2 separate regions of the Mus musculus genome follow, and region 1 is linked to region 2. A link is a contact called in public promoter capture Hi-C data. All regions are on one chromosome and are shown on one strand. The core of a region is the stretch at or near the end of the contact, and the rest is flanking DNA. Distances in the headings are between cores, read along the strand shown. Region 1 overlaps Itpr2 (inositol 1,4,5-triphosphate receptor 2). Region 2 has its middle 6.8 kb from the start of Gm38927.

Region 1 (3,123 bases), core at 502-3,001, 360 kb after region 2:
TAGATAAATTGGGCTAAGTGACCCTGGCGCTGCCCCTCTGTCTCTGGCCATGTGACCCTGCCCCTCCCCGCCCCCCATGTCTCACACTCACTTCTGATCTTCTTTTGCCATTTCATCTCGTTGTAGAGATCTTCCGTTTGCTGGAAGAAGTCGTTCACCTTGCTTCCTTGCTCATCCCTCTCCGTTGTGTTGAACACTCGGTACTTGGATTCCCGAGTGAGGAATTCACAGATGTTGGGGACCGGGAAAACAATCTGCTCCATAGTCCGGTCATGCCGCACAATCTGGAAATGATCGGCGTTCGGTTTCAGACTTTTGCACACCTCAGTCTCAGACTCAGTTTTTAACTTCCTTTTTCTTAATTAATAAATTTTGTTCTTGGACAATTTCATGCACACATATAATATGTTTTGGTTTCTCCCCACCCCCAGTTATCCATCTCCTGCTCCAGGTGCCTTCTTCTTCCTTACAAATCTCTTTCCCATTTTCATGGAGATTTTAACTAGAGCCCTCAGTGTGACTTAGGGTTTGGAACTATCTGGAAGCACCCGGTGGCCCATGCTCCTGGCACATGTAAGAAAGCTGACTAAGCACAGAGGCAGCACACCCACCGTGTTCTTCCATTGCTCCTAGCTCAGGTTCCTGCCTGAATGTCTCCCAATGACATACTACGATATATAGAGCTGTAAGCCAAATACGTCCTTTCCTTCCCAGGGTGCTTTTGGCAAGAGTGTTTTATAATCACAGCAGAAGACATGAAGCTAGGACAATGAGCTTATGAGTGATAGTTTATGTATCCAATCATGAAAAATGAGCCAGTGGGGTGACCCTGAACTCCAACTTAAGAATCTGTGCCCAGTTCTTCCTGACAGGGGCTTCTGGGTACCAAGTGAAATCCTTAGCACTGGGTGTCTTCAGTTCTCTGTACACAGAGGTTTTTGTTTGTTTGTTTGTTTGTTTGTTTTTTATCACTGAAGTGTTCTGCCTCCAGCCTGCTGTTCTGAATGAGAAATGTTCCCCATGGGCTTATGTATTTGAACATTTGGTCTCCAGTTAGTGGCGCAGTTTGGGGGAGGTTGTGGGACCTTTAGGAAGTAGAGCCATGCTGAGGCTTTGAGGGCTTATAGCCTTACTCTCTCCCCTACCCTCCTGCATACACATAAAACATGGCCCCTGCCCCCAGGCTCCACGCCTTGCCTTCCCTGCCTCTGGACTCTCTTTCTGGAACCTTAGTCAACATAAACTCTCTCTTCTCTAACTCGGTTTTAATCCTGGAATGGGAGTAATAGCTGGGTGCTAGGAACCGAAAACAGGCATCTGTAACCACAGCCAGTGCTCTTAAACTCCTCTGCTCTGCCATCTCTTAACCTGCTCTGCCATCTCTGCAGCCCCTTTATGTGCTAATTTAAAAAAATAATTAAAATATCAATTACATAAATTACTGAGGCATATTTGATACAGTAGGCAACCACATGAAAAGAATTTTAAAAGGTTTGCTTGATCTAACAGTGTCAAGTAATTTTTTTTTTTTTTTGATTCTTAGGGCTTACTAAAGAAATAAAGCTGTGATTAGATAAGCGAAAATATTCAGTCCTTGCATAAAATGACATATTTAATTCTGGTTGTCACGTTTCACAAAGGGCAATGACAAACCAGAGAAACCAAAGGAGGAAATGCTTTACCCAAAAGGAAGCCAAATATGGTTAACGTTCCCCTAGGTGATTCAACAGATGCTTATTCAGTTATTAGCTGAGGAGCCCTGGGGAACTGAAAAGTAAAAAAACCAACGGGATCCCCAATATAGACAGGAGCAAACTGAGAAGCATGGCGGCTCTTGAAATGTTAGAGGCAAAGGCTGGGGGGTGGGGTGTCTCAGTGGTTAAAGCTCATGCCATGCAAAATAAATGGTAGGGTCAGAGTTCAGAGCCCCACAAACCCACAAGTGCTGGGTGGGTGTGCCAGCCTTCCAGTAACCCCAGTGTTGGAAGGCAAAGTCAGGGGTTCGTCAGTGCAAGCTGGTTAGCAAGACTGGCCATCTTACCAGGCTGTCGGCTCAGCTGAGAGGTCCTGCCTCAGTGAGAAAGGCAGAAGAATGAAGAGGATGGAGGATGAGTCTCAATACCAACCTTGGGCCTCTTGCTACACATGAATGTGACCACACACACACACACACACACACACACACACACACACTAAGCTACCACCCCGAGGGGAGCAAACACGGGGAATGGTGGACAATTGCAATGGTCTAGTGCGATTCACAGATACAGAGAATCTTTCCAATGACCAGTTGCTTAAAACCACACACGATTTCTTCAGAGGCAGCAAGGCGCATGAGAGAATCTGAAAATAAGATTCAGATCCTGGGGGCCTCCTTCTTGGATGGTGATTTGGCCTAAGCACCTCCCCACTTCTCAGGGCTACTAAACTGACCGCCACAAGCTACCGTTCTTGATAATACCCATTTCTGCAATTGACTCAGCCAGGCAAATCTGACACTGAGCTGCGGCACTGTTGATGTTTATACATATGAGCAGGGGTCTACTTCTGACATGAAGTGATAAAGCTTAGTAATGCTCAAAGATTTGGTAGAAATAAACAATAAGACATAGAAATTACCCATTAGAGGCAAAAGTGCCCATGACACATTCTGCCGAAAACTAAAAAACCATCTACCAGAATGAATGAAGTTATGGCCGTAAATCAGGAGTGACAGGCATTGCCACTCTGCTCACTTCTGCCTGATTAGTTCTGCCAGAAAGCATCACAATGATACCCCAGCTAGAAGTGACAGCCTGATGAGTCCCCTGGCACACCTCCTGATCTGCTATAGGACATTAGATAATGTCTCATTTATGGAGCAGGGAGAGGACAGCTGTCAGACAATAAATGTGTAAACAGCAAACTTTTGAGTGCATGATACCAATATGAAACTTTTATTAGTGCTTCTATGTTTCCTATACTTTCATAAACTTTTCTTTTGCTTTTTTCAAAGCAAGGTCTCACTATGTACCTGGCCTGTAACTTCCTAAACCAGACTGTCCTGGAACTTACAGAGATCTGCCTGACTCTGTCTCCTAAGAGCTATGCCACTTATGTGCCACTATGCCTGTCTTCAAAAAC
Region 2 (3,249 bases), core at 704-3,203:
TCTTCAATTACATTTCCAATGCTATCCCAAAAGTCCCCCACCCCCTCCCCCCCACTCCCCTACCCACCCATTCCCATTTTTTGGCCCTGGCGTTCCCATGTACTGGGGCATATAAAGTTTGCCTGAACAATGGGCCTCTCTTTCCAGTGATGGCCGACTAGGTCATCTTTTGATACATATGCAGCTAGAGTCAAGAGCTCTGGGGTACTGGTTAGTTCATAATGTTGTTCCACCGATAGGGTTGCAGATCTCTTTAGCTCCTTGGATACTTTCTCTAGCTCCTCCATTGGGGGCCCTGTGATCCTTCCAATAGTTGACTGTGAGCATCCACTTATGTGTTTGCTAGGCCCCGGCCTAGTCTCACAAGGGACAGCTATATCACTGTCCTTGCAACAAAGGCTTGCTAGTGTATGCAATGGTGTCATCGTTTGGAGGCTAATTATGGGATGGATCCCTGGATATGGCAGTCTCTAGATGGACCATCCTTTTGTCTCAGCTCCAAACTTTGTTTCTGTAACTCCTTCCATGGGTGATTGTTTCCAATTCTAGAAGGAGCAAAGTGTCCACACTTTGGTCTTCGTTCTTCCTCAGTTTCATATGTTTTGCATATTGTACCTTATATCTCGCTATACTAGTAAAGTATCATACCAAAATATTTCTTATATAAAGAGGATACTGATTCTCACAGGTTTGAGAGAGGCAGTTGAAGGAATCCCCTCCCTGTGTAAATTCCTCATTACTGCACCCAGCCTGGAAATGGTCGGTCAGCAATAAGAAATAATTACTAAGCTGGACATCAGGCCCAAACCCTAAATCCCTGCACTCAGAAGGCAGAGACAGGAGGATCTCAGTAAGTCTGAGGTTGGTCTGGTCTACTTAGAGAGTTCCAGGCCAGTCAGGGCTACATAGTGAAACCCTGTCTCGAAACAGCAATAGCAGAAGATACTGTTTCTCTGTGAGGCAGGAATGTGTTAGTTTAAAATTTTACTCCATCAATTCAATGAATGTGCACTTGTTACTGGCTCAGACCTTCCCTCAGCACAGAGCAAGCAACAGGGGCAGATAATGGCAGTTAGCACAATTCTTTCCATACTAGAAACATGAACAGCGTTTGTAGCAACTGGTGCCCAAGGTTACAGGGCAGCCTTGACCTCCCTGCTCCCTCAGAGGACCTGCTTCATGCCCTTGATCTCCAAGGGTACAAGGGACACTAGCCAGTGCCAGCATAGTTAAGACTGGGTGACAGCCCTGAAGAACTAAGATGTCCGCAGCAGAGCTGTCACTTGGGAGCTCTCCATATAAAAAGCGAAGAAGACAGGGTGGCCTTCAGACCTTGGTGTCTGTTACTAGGGAGCCTACCAAGGTTCTTGAAGCCTTGCTGAATGACCTCATGCAGAGCAAAGCCACCTCCTGATAGACAGATAGCGACCCACTCCTGCATGAGCCTCTGACCCAGAAAAAAAAATGTGCAGGTGAGAACTGACTAGATGGAGAGATATCGAGGAAACGTGGTTTGCAACAGTCAGGTGAGGGGTGCAAGTGGTGGCTAAGGGCCAATTACCACCAGGGAGAACAGGAAGCTGGGGCTGTGGTACTTCAGGGGGTGAGCAGGGAGCATTGCCACAGAAAGGGGAAGCACTCCATTATGCTAATGAAACCTTCCTCCCCTCCCCCCTCCCCTTTACCTTGTCTCTTCCTATCACGTTCATGACCAATAAACTCGGGCAGGAAGACACTCCAGTATCAGTAGTTCTGACGTGTCAAGTAATCCCAGCAACTATTCTCAAAGGAGTTATGCATCTCTTTACAGAGCCGCATAAATACTGAGAAGCAATTTGCTTATGGTCACCCAGCTAGAGTGAGACTCAAACCAGCAGTATCTGTCTCCTGTCTCCCTGGAACCAATTACAGATAGGGGCTGACTGCTCTCAAAGCTGAGAACCCACAATGCTCCACTGTGCATCTTTGACCCCACCATCATTCTAACGCACCAGGAAGAGACAGACTGGTGAGCACAAGGCTTGCACAGCTGATCCAAGTAGCTGGCGGACACAGAATTTGCATGAGAATTTACTGGAATATCCAAACAGAGTAGAGGGATGCCCTGTGCTGAACACAAGGCTTAAGGAGGCAGAGTTCTGTGGTCCAGCCCTTAGCCTCGATGGTTTCATCTGCCTGGACATGCACAGACTATGTGAAAAGCAGCTTCCATCCATGCGGAGATGACATAATCACCTAGTCAGCAAGTCGCCTGGAGCTTCCTGCATTAGCACCTCTGTCTAGATGGTATGGAAGGATAAGTAATCAGAATTCCCTGAAGATGGGGCATTTTGGAAATAGCATATTTGAATTTAAACAGTGTCTCTAAGGTACCATGTCAACTACATGTGGAGAGCCACTGAGACTTAATAGACTAGCACTATCTGTCTAATGCACTAAGTATCCCAGGAAGAGGCCAAAAGGTAAGACCTGTTCTCCCATCTATACACTGAATGCTTGCCCTGCCTCCAAATTCATATGTGGAAATCTGACCCAACAGCCGTGTTTATTGATGGTGCCTTTGGGAAACAATTCATCCATGAAGATTGAGCCCTCACTAATGGGACAGTGCCTATGAGAAGATTCTAGAAGGCTATCCTCTTCCAGCCCAAAACATGGCCCTCAGAGGAGGCCTCATCAAACGCCAACCCTGCAGGCACCTCTTCTGGTCTCCACCTTATAGAGCTGTTGGGGAGGGGTGTCTGTTGCTTCCAGCTCTGGCCATAGACTAGGCAGACTCCAGGAAGACACACAGCCTGAACGGGGAATGACACTGTAACAGGAGCTTCTGTCTGTTGTCCCTGAGGTGGCCTGAGGATGGTGGGGTTTCAGAATCTTAGGAAACCAAGGTTGGGTAAGAAAGGAAATAATGGATTGGAAAGATAGCTCGGAAAAGTGTCTGCCATGCAGGCAAGAAGCTCTGAGTGTGGCTGTCCAGACCCCCTGGGGAAAACCTGACATGGCAGCCAGTGCTGAGGGATGGAGACCGGAGCCGCACAGATCCCTGAAGCTCAGAGGCCTGTCAGGCTAAGCAAGTCAGTGGCTTGAAGTTCAGTAAGACCCTGTCCCCACCCCAAATAAAGATGGCAAGATACCAAAGAAAGACACTCAGTGATAACCTCTGGGCTCCACATGGACACACACACACATGCATGTGTACACACACATACACACACATGTATCTGTGCATACACCACATACTGAATATAA

What was found. Promoter capture Hi-C pulls out the DNA fragments that hold promoters and counts their contacts.
Region 1: a promoter capture Hi-C map of the HPC-7 cell line shows a contact between it and region 2. The contact joins two enhancer-like sites. A contact is called at or near these places in 8 of 39 promoter capture datasets (the C10 cell line, the HPC-7 cell line, cranial neural crest and 5 more), 1 of 15 datasets of contacts at CTCF or cohesin (the NIH/3T3 cell line), 2 of 484 Hi-C or Micro-C datasets (bone marrow-derived macrophages and nephron progenitors), 2 of 115 datasets of contacts at active chromatin or transcription factors (the 230-238 cell line and large pre-B cells) and 1 of 9 other capture datasets (adipose tissue).

Annotation. Positions count from the first base shown.
Region 1 is chr6:146,190,365-146,193,487 of GRCm38.p6, forward strand. Itpr2 (inositol 1,4,5-triphosphate receptor 2) reads right to left here. Exons shown (of 57, transcript NM_019923.4): 47 at 92-284. Among named protein-coding and RNA genes, the nearest start is that of Gm35707, 5.5 kb to the right of the region's middle. Within about 2 kb of position 1,752, at least 9 of the 459 cell types and tissues checked have an H3K27ac peak or open chromatin away from gene starts, as enhancers often do. A contact at or near this core is called in the HPC-7 cell line, where this site is marked.
Region 2 is chr6:145,833,963-145,837,211 of GRCm38.p6, forward strand. No RefSeq gene overlaps it. Among named protein-coding and RNA genes, the nearest start is that of Gm38927, 6.8 kb to the right of the region's middle. Within about 2 kb of position 1,954, at least 34 of the 459 cell types and tissues checked have an H3K27ac peak or open chromatin away from gene starts, as enhancers often do. A contact at or near this core is called in the HPC-7 cell line, where this site is marked.